Linked DNA regions of Oryctolagus cuniculus: region 1 is linked to region 2. A link is a contact called in public Hi-C data. All regions are on one chromosome and are shown on one strand. The core of a region is the stretch at or near the end of the contact, and the rest is flanking DNA. Distances in the headings are between cores, read along the strand shown. Region 1 overlaps CDKL1 (cyclin dependent kinase like 1). Region 2 holds the start of MAP4K5 (mitogen-activated protein kinase kinase kinase kinase 5).

The links. A called contact is a pair of places that touch in the nucleus more often than the background predicts.
Region 1: a contact with region 2 is called in a Hi-C map of liver, with 4 times the contacts expected there. The contact joins the enhancer-like site here to the promoter of MAP4K5 in region 2. A contact is called at or near these places in 5 of 6 Hi-C or Micro-C datasets (ear pinna, liver, psoas muscle and 2 more).

Annotation. Positions count from the first base shown.
Region 1 is chr12:25,802,141-25,805,553 of mOryCun1.1, reverse strand. CDKL1 (cyclin dependent kinase like 1) reads right to left here. Exons shown (of 10, transcript XM_051822825.2): 8 at 1,226-1,282; 9 at 100-255. Among named protein-coding and RNA genes, the nearest start is that of L2HGDH, 19 kb to the left of the region's middle. Within about 2 kb of position 2,008, at least 5 of the 8 cell types and tissues checked have an H3K27ac peak or open chromatin away from gene starts, as enhancers often do. A contact at or near this core is called in ear pinna, where this site is marked.
Region 2 is chr12:25,610,378-25,613,428 of mOryCun1.1, reverse strand. It overlaps MAP4K5 (mitogen-activated protein kinase kinase kinase kinase 5), which reads right to left and starts at 1,770. Exons shown (of 32, transcript XM_051822833.2): 1 at 1,631-1,770; 2 at 1,169-1,387. The coding sequence starts at 1,276. ATL1 (atlastin GTPase 1) reads left to right here and starts at 2,012. Exons shown (of 15, transcript XM_017348282.3): 1 at 2,012-2,126.

The DNA.
Region 1 (3,413 bases), core at 759-3,258, 190 kb before region 2:
CTACAGTTGCCACCAAGGACTCCAGCTGGGTTCCAGGTGGCAGGTCTGAGAAAGCGTAATCAATCAGATAACTCTTATAAAGCAGTGCGCCATCTTTACCCCAGGCAGGTGCTTTCGGCTTTGTCTTAAGTTTTTCCTTGTTGGTTTGTCGTGGTCTTTGGCCAGCTCTCTTGTTTCTCGGATGCTGTCAAAGTAGGGGTGCTGCAGCAGCTGTTCACAGGTCAGCCTCTGAGCAGGGTCCATGTGCAGGCAGCCCTGGGAGAGCAGAGAAGCCCCTCTTACTGCCTTAAATGGTACTGATGGCATCTTTATGTAAGTAGAGAAACACACCTGTCGTAATTTGAGTTACTTCCACAGTCACTCCTGACTACCCACATAGATTCCACACACATAATATATGCCCATACACATACATGCATACACACACGTGGTCCTTTGTGTGTACTTCGTAAAAAGCAGTGTTTCCATTAAAAAAAAAAAAAGAGTACTTCACATGTGGCACAAATAAAATTCAAATTGCAGAAGCAAGTCTCTGCCACTCTAGGTCTCCCATTCCTCCTCCTAGAATCAGTTACTCTGTGTGTGTGTGTCTGTGTGTGTGTGTACACACAGGCATGTCCTTCCAAAAACCCTCTATGCATCACAAGCATTTGAGTATGTGGGGAAGGAGCGGCCTAACATGCTGGCCTTTGAATTACATCATTTGTATCTGTTTTCTTTGCCTTTAAGTAGGCCATGAAACTTACTTTTTTTTTAATTATAAATGTATCAGTAGATAATTTTTGAAACATGTAGGACATCAATACCTTACACATCTTTTAATTAGTAATGTACCTCATTTTAAGTGAGGGTTGCATTCCTAAGAATGTATATGTAAAGCAAGATGTAAAATCAAAACACATTCAGCTGTACTGGGGCCTTGGCTATTTAAAAGGCTCCCATGGTTTGAAGAAGATCCCTTTATAAAACAAACACCAGCCCCCTAAAACTTCTATTCTGTGTAATTTAGATTCCAAAGGCAATTTTTGAACTTTATTCAAAGTGAGAAATGCTCACAGATGTCTTCATTGTAATAGAATGTGACCCACTTTAGAAGCTGAAAATAGACTTCAAAGGAGCAGAATTCTAAAAGAAACACTTCCTCTCTTGGAGACCTAAGTAATTAAGAGACCCCACTGAGGACCACTGCCTGGGCCTCCTGGTCTGCTCAAAGCAGTGATTTTACCTTTAAGAGTCCCAGGGCAGGATGAGATATGTTTGGAAATCTTAATTCAAGGGGTTCCTGTTGAAAAGCAAAACAAAACAAAACGGGGGGGTGGGGGGGGCTTTAAGTCACAACATGGAATCAAATTACATTTACCTCTACTGAAATTTCTTTTGAGCAGAAACATCTTCCTAACACCACCTCCACCCCCCCACCCCTCCCCCCACCTCCCCACCCCGCCCAGCTCTCCCTCTGTGCACTCCCCATGCCTGTTTCACAAGCTCCACCGCCCACCTGACAATTAGCTTTTCCAATACAGGTAGCAAATTCTAATACTAATGAAAAAAAAAAAAACAACACTGCTGCGAAATGGTTATTTCAGCTTTTTTCTGGCTCAGGTTAAATAACTTGTCTTTCCTAGAATAATTCCTGGCATTTATACTGACATTAGAAAAAGCAGGCCCTAATTACTGCATCTGACGTTTATATAGAGTTTCAACATAGCTTTCCCCGCACCCAGGTGAACAGATGCCCCTTGGTTTTCTGGAATAAGCTTCTGCGTCCTCCCACAAGAGCCTGACTTTGTCCTCACCAGCCTCCTGTTGCCAGAGGCCCTGAAGCCTCAAGTCCAACCTCGGCCCACGGAGGGCTGGCTGGCTGCAGGCACAGTCACGTGCTGCAGAGGGTCAGGACCAAGGCCAGGCGAAGCGGAGCCTGGCAGCGGGCACACAGGCCAGCGACACGGATGCACTTGGCCCTCTGCCACAGGCCATGTGAGGGGCGAGGCGGGACAGCAAGCGAAACCAGCGACCACAGAGCGCTGTGCACGCACAGCTGGTGGGGGAGGGTGTGACTGACAGGCTCTTCCCTGGGCACACAGTGGCAGTGCTGTGGTCACGTGGACGGCTACCAGCCTCCGGCCGAGTACACTCTTGTCACTGGTAAACGTAGGACAGAAGACTGCCAGTTTTTGGAGTTCCTTACGTGCAACAGGAGGAAAAACAATTCCTAAAGCACATCTACATTGGCCTCTGCCCAGCGCCAGCCCCTGCCCCCCTTCCTGTGCGCATGCCCAATCTGAGCCCCGCTGGGCCCTGCCGCTTCAGCAACTGTGGCGGTGACACCGCAGGACCCCTCGTGCCTGCTGAGCTGGATTCTCAGCCCCAGGAGTCAGGGCCTCCCGGTCAGGGTTACCGACTGCACAGAGGGCCCGGCCAGATGTCCACCAGCACAGCCCCCGCAGCACTCCTTCCTGTGTTTCTGTCAACAGGAAATCTGCTGCAGGACAACCTCTGGGACACCATGGGAAGCTTCCTACGTTCATGAATTCGGGGTTGTTTCTGAGGCATCGCGGTGGACAATCGAACCGGAAATCACTAAAGGATATTTAGTGCAGAACTGGGAATGTCCAGGTCAGGGGGGAGCCAGATGGGTCGCCTCCCACATGCCAGGTGTCATTCCTGTGTCTCTGTCCCTAATGCTGGCGCTGCAGGAGGGGACGAGGTGGGGAAGTGGAAGCAGTCACTGTGGGACAAACCAAGGGGCTGAAGGCACAGACAGGATGCAAGGACCAGGGCACATGGCACTGGTTCCTTTCAGTTTCAAAGTACCTCCTTCGGGAGAAAACCTGGATTTCACAAGCCTTGCTTTTACTCTGAGATGTCTTAAATGCAATGGTAATTTGTTTTGATTGAAAGAAAGAGAAACAGACTCTCACTAGTTCACCCCCTAGATGCCCACAGCAGCCAGGACTGAGCCAGGCTGAAGCCGGGAGCCAGGGACTCTGTCCAGATCTCCCATAGGGGTGGTGGTAGAGACGCAAGTACTTGAGTTACCACCTGCTGTCTCCCAGGATGTCCATGAGCAGGAAGCTAGAACCTGGGGCAGGACTTGAGCTTACAGCCAGGTACCCTGGTACGGGATGCAGATATCCCAACTAGCAAGGCCAGGCACCCACCCCAGAAATGCTTTTTATTTTGATACGGCATCGTTAGGAGACATTCAAACATTTTTTACAAACATGAAGAATGAAAAAGCAATCACTCCACAATCTCCACAATCCTATGAGGAGATACCTACCTGCTGTAAACAGTTGGAATCCTTGCAGTACCTTTTTTTGTACAAATATAAAAAGCTTTGCATGATATACCATCACATTATTTTGTATTTTTATATTTAAATATAGAAATTCATGTATTAAATATTTATT
Region 2 (3,051 bases), core at 521-3,020:
TCATAACCACCTTGAATCGTTACTATTAACAAAGAGGAAATTAAACAAAAGCAAGTAAATAGGAAAAGGGGATGTTTCCTGTCTTATTGCCACCTGTGCAAAACAAGCGACCCCCCCCCCAGAGGCATCTACCAGTTAATTACCCACACGATACAGTCATTTCAACTATGTGCAGGCCTGTGGTTTGAAAGAATGGTGTACATACTCTTAAACTATGACCAAATCCAATAAACCAAGAAGCTGTTGCAAAAAGTAGAGGAACTTCCCTTAATACTCATGAGTTACATTAATGCTTCCTTTTTGGAACAGAGAACAAAAAGCCTAAGGCAATCTCCAACAATCTCTTTCCTCTGGATTCTTCAGGAACATAGTGTACTTGGGCAACTGGTTTGCTTTTCTACCACGTTTTTTAAATCCTAAATTAAGAGGAATTCGTTCTCATCATTTGTTTTAAATTAACAGAAAGCGCACTGGCTGGAGAGTGCACGCACACGCGTGAACACAGACACACACACAAACACAACCTGTAGATCTTATCCACTTGTGGTTATGGGATGTTATAAACCCCAAACAGAGAAAGTGCTAATGCAGGAAAAAACCCAGCAAGTTAATGGTAGGTTTTGAATCACCAACCAGACACAAACCATCAAACTTATGCCAGGAAAGCTTATCTTTTCTGCATGGAGTAATGTTTGTAAACACATCATTTTCACCCAACACTTGACTGCTTACAGCTAGAATTAAGAAACAGGTTTCACAGGACCATTAACAACAACAACAACAAAAAAACTTATATTGGCCAAGCTCATCCATTAATTTTTTTTTTGTAATGCCTGAACGTCAATATTCTCTGCTACTGTCTTCCAGGTTTTCCACACTGACACTAGAATATTCTACCGGACAACTCCATAGCTGATTCAAAGTCGCTTCAAAACCAGAAATAAACTTTTGAAAGTCTTTACACCACAAAAAAGGTTAAGAGTGGTTTGCGACGATGTGGTTAGCTCTGCTTGCTGGCGGCGCCGAGAACCAGCAAGGGATTCGAGGGTGCTCCGAACGCAGGGAGAGGGACCCTGGCCGCTTCCTCTCCAAGATGCAACAATAAGAGCATCCTCCCCCCGGCCGGAAAGCGGCCGGAGCCCGGCGGCCGCGGCCCGGCCTGCCTCACCTTATAGACGTCCCCGTACGTGCCGCTGCCGACTCTCTGGACGAGCTCGTAGTCCTGCTGCGGGTTTCGCCTCAGGATGTCCGCGGCAGGCCGCAGCGGGGCCTCCATCTTCGCTCCGGGCCCGGCTCCCGCCGGCTCTGCCCGCGGCGCGCCCCGATTCCCGCTAACGAGGGCGAGCGCCGCCGCTTCCCAACATGGAGCCTCCGCCCGCAGCTCCGCCTGCACGAGGGACGCGCGAAGGCGGGTCAGCGTCGCCGGCTGCGACCCCCACGCGGCCCCGCGCCCCCGTGGTCCAGCCCCTTTCCTTCCGTCCCGCCCGGGGCCCTGAGGAAGCGAGCCTGGAAGGGCTCCCGGCGCCTCGCGGCCCCGTTCGGGCCACAGCCCTTCCCCCACTCCCCGGCCGCCGGCGAACTGCCCGGCCCGGCCTCCCCCGCCCGCCGGAGCCCGGGGCCGGCTGGGTACCTGAGGGGGGCGGCCCCACTCTTTGTTGAGCGCCGAGCCGGGGTGCCCACTCCCTCAACGGCGCCCGCGTCCTGCTCCCCGGCCCCGGCGGCCGCTCCGGGTCTCTCGCCGCAGCCGTCGCCGCCCGCCCGCCCGCTCGCCCGCCCGCCCGCTCGCCCGCACCGCGCGCCCTCTCGGAGGCGGCCGAGGCGCGTACAGTCGCCGCCGCCGCCGCCGCCGCACCACGTTCCCCACCCGGGGCTGCGTCACCGGGAGACACGTTCCCGGCCAGCGTGGGTCGGCGCCCAGCGGCCCGCCCGAGCGCGCCGGCCGCGGGACCAGAGTGCCGCCCTGAGGCCGGCGGAGGACACGACACCCTCCCGGCCGCGCCGCCGCGCCCCCCTAGCCCGGCGCGTCCTTCCAGGGCCTAGCTCGCTCGCTCCTGCCGCCGGAGACCCGCACAGCACGGCACTCGGGGGCCGACGGGCCTCCGTTAAACCGTCCCCAGAATCGTCAGGTAAACCTGGGCGGTGACGGGTGCAGGGAGAAGGGTGGGCACGAGAGAGAGGGGGCAGGCAGCCCTCCACGTTCAACCCGGAAAAGGTACGTTGAGGGCACCGGGCCAGGGGTAACCTGGCGGTGGGGCGCCGGGGAGGGCCGAGTTAGCCGAGCCGCGGCACGCCCTACTGCACCTTCCTGTTTTGCAAAGCATTCCCAGTGGTGCCAGTTTGAGGTTGCACCGCACACCTGCACAACCTGTCTGGTGCTGAGCTTTTCTGAGCCGTTGCTAAAAGCCTGCCGCCCCAGGAGGCTGCGCCCGGCCCCCGTCACCCTTTTGGGCACAGCCCTGGGTTGTCGCATATCTCGTGGCTGCAGGAGTTCTGCAGGGGGGTGGGGGAGAGGGCTCCGACCAAGTCAGGGTCCACAGAGCCTGGTTCTGGTTCTCCCGCTTGGATGCCATCTGGGACAGGAGTTGGTGTTTGGCAACATCTGCAGTTTTGAAGAGGATAAGGTGTTTTCCATCTGACACCCTAGAAAGTGTTGGTACAGCACTTCGCAACGTCGTGAAGAGGGTTATCAACTGTGAGAGGTTAAAACTACTTGGCAGCGCGCAGAACATGGAATAGGCAGCCAGGGACGTCATTGGGCCGGTGTTTTCTCACAAGTTGTTTTTTGCAGTTTCGGTTCCAGTCTGGCTTGGGAGATAGAGATTCAGTTGCCAGCTTTCTGTATGCTGCAGAAGTTATTCCGTGAACCCAGCAGAGGTTTATAACAGAAGAGCCAGATAACAGGCAGCGCTCTTAGTGACCGGAAAATCGCCAAAGAGTAATTGCAGATGTTGGCACGTGGCGTTTAGCACCCACCTCAACCCTGTTCCTGGGAAGTAGGTGCCTGATTGTTGGTCGTTGAAACCAGTTGTATGATGTAGAAAGTAAATCAAG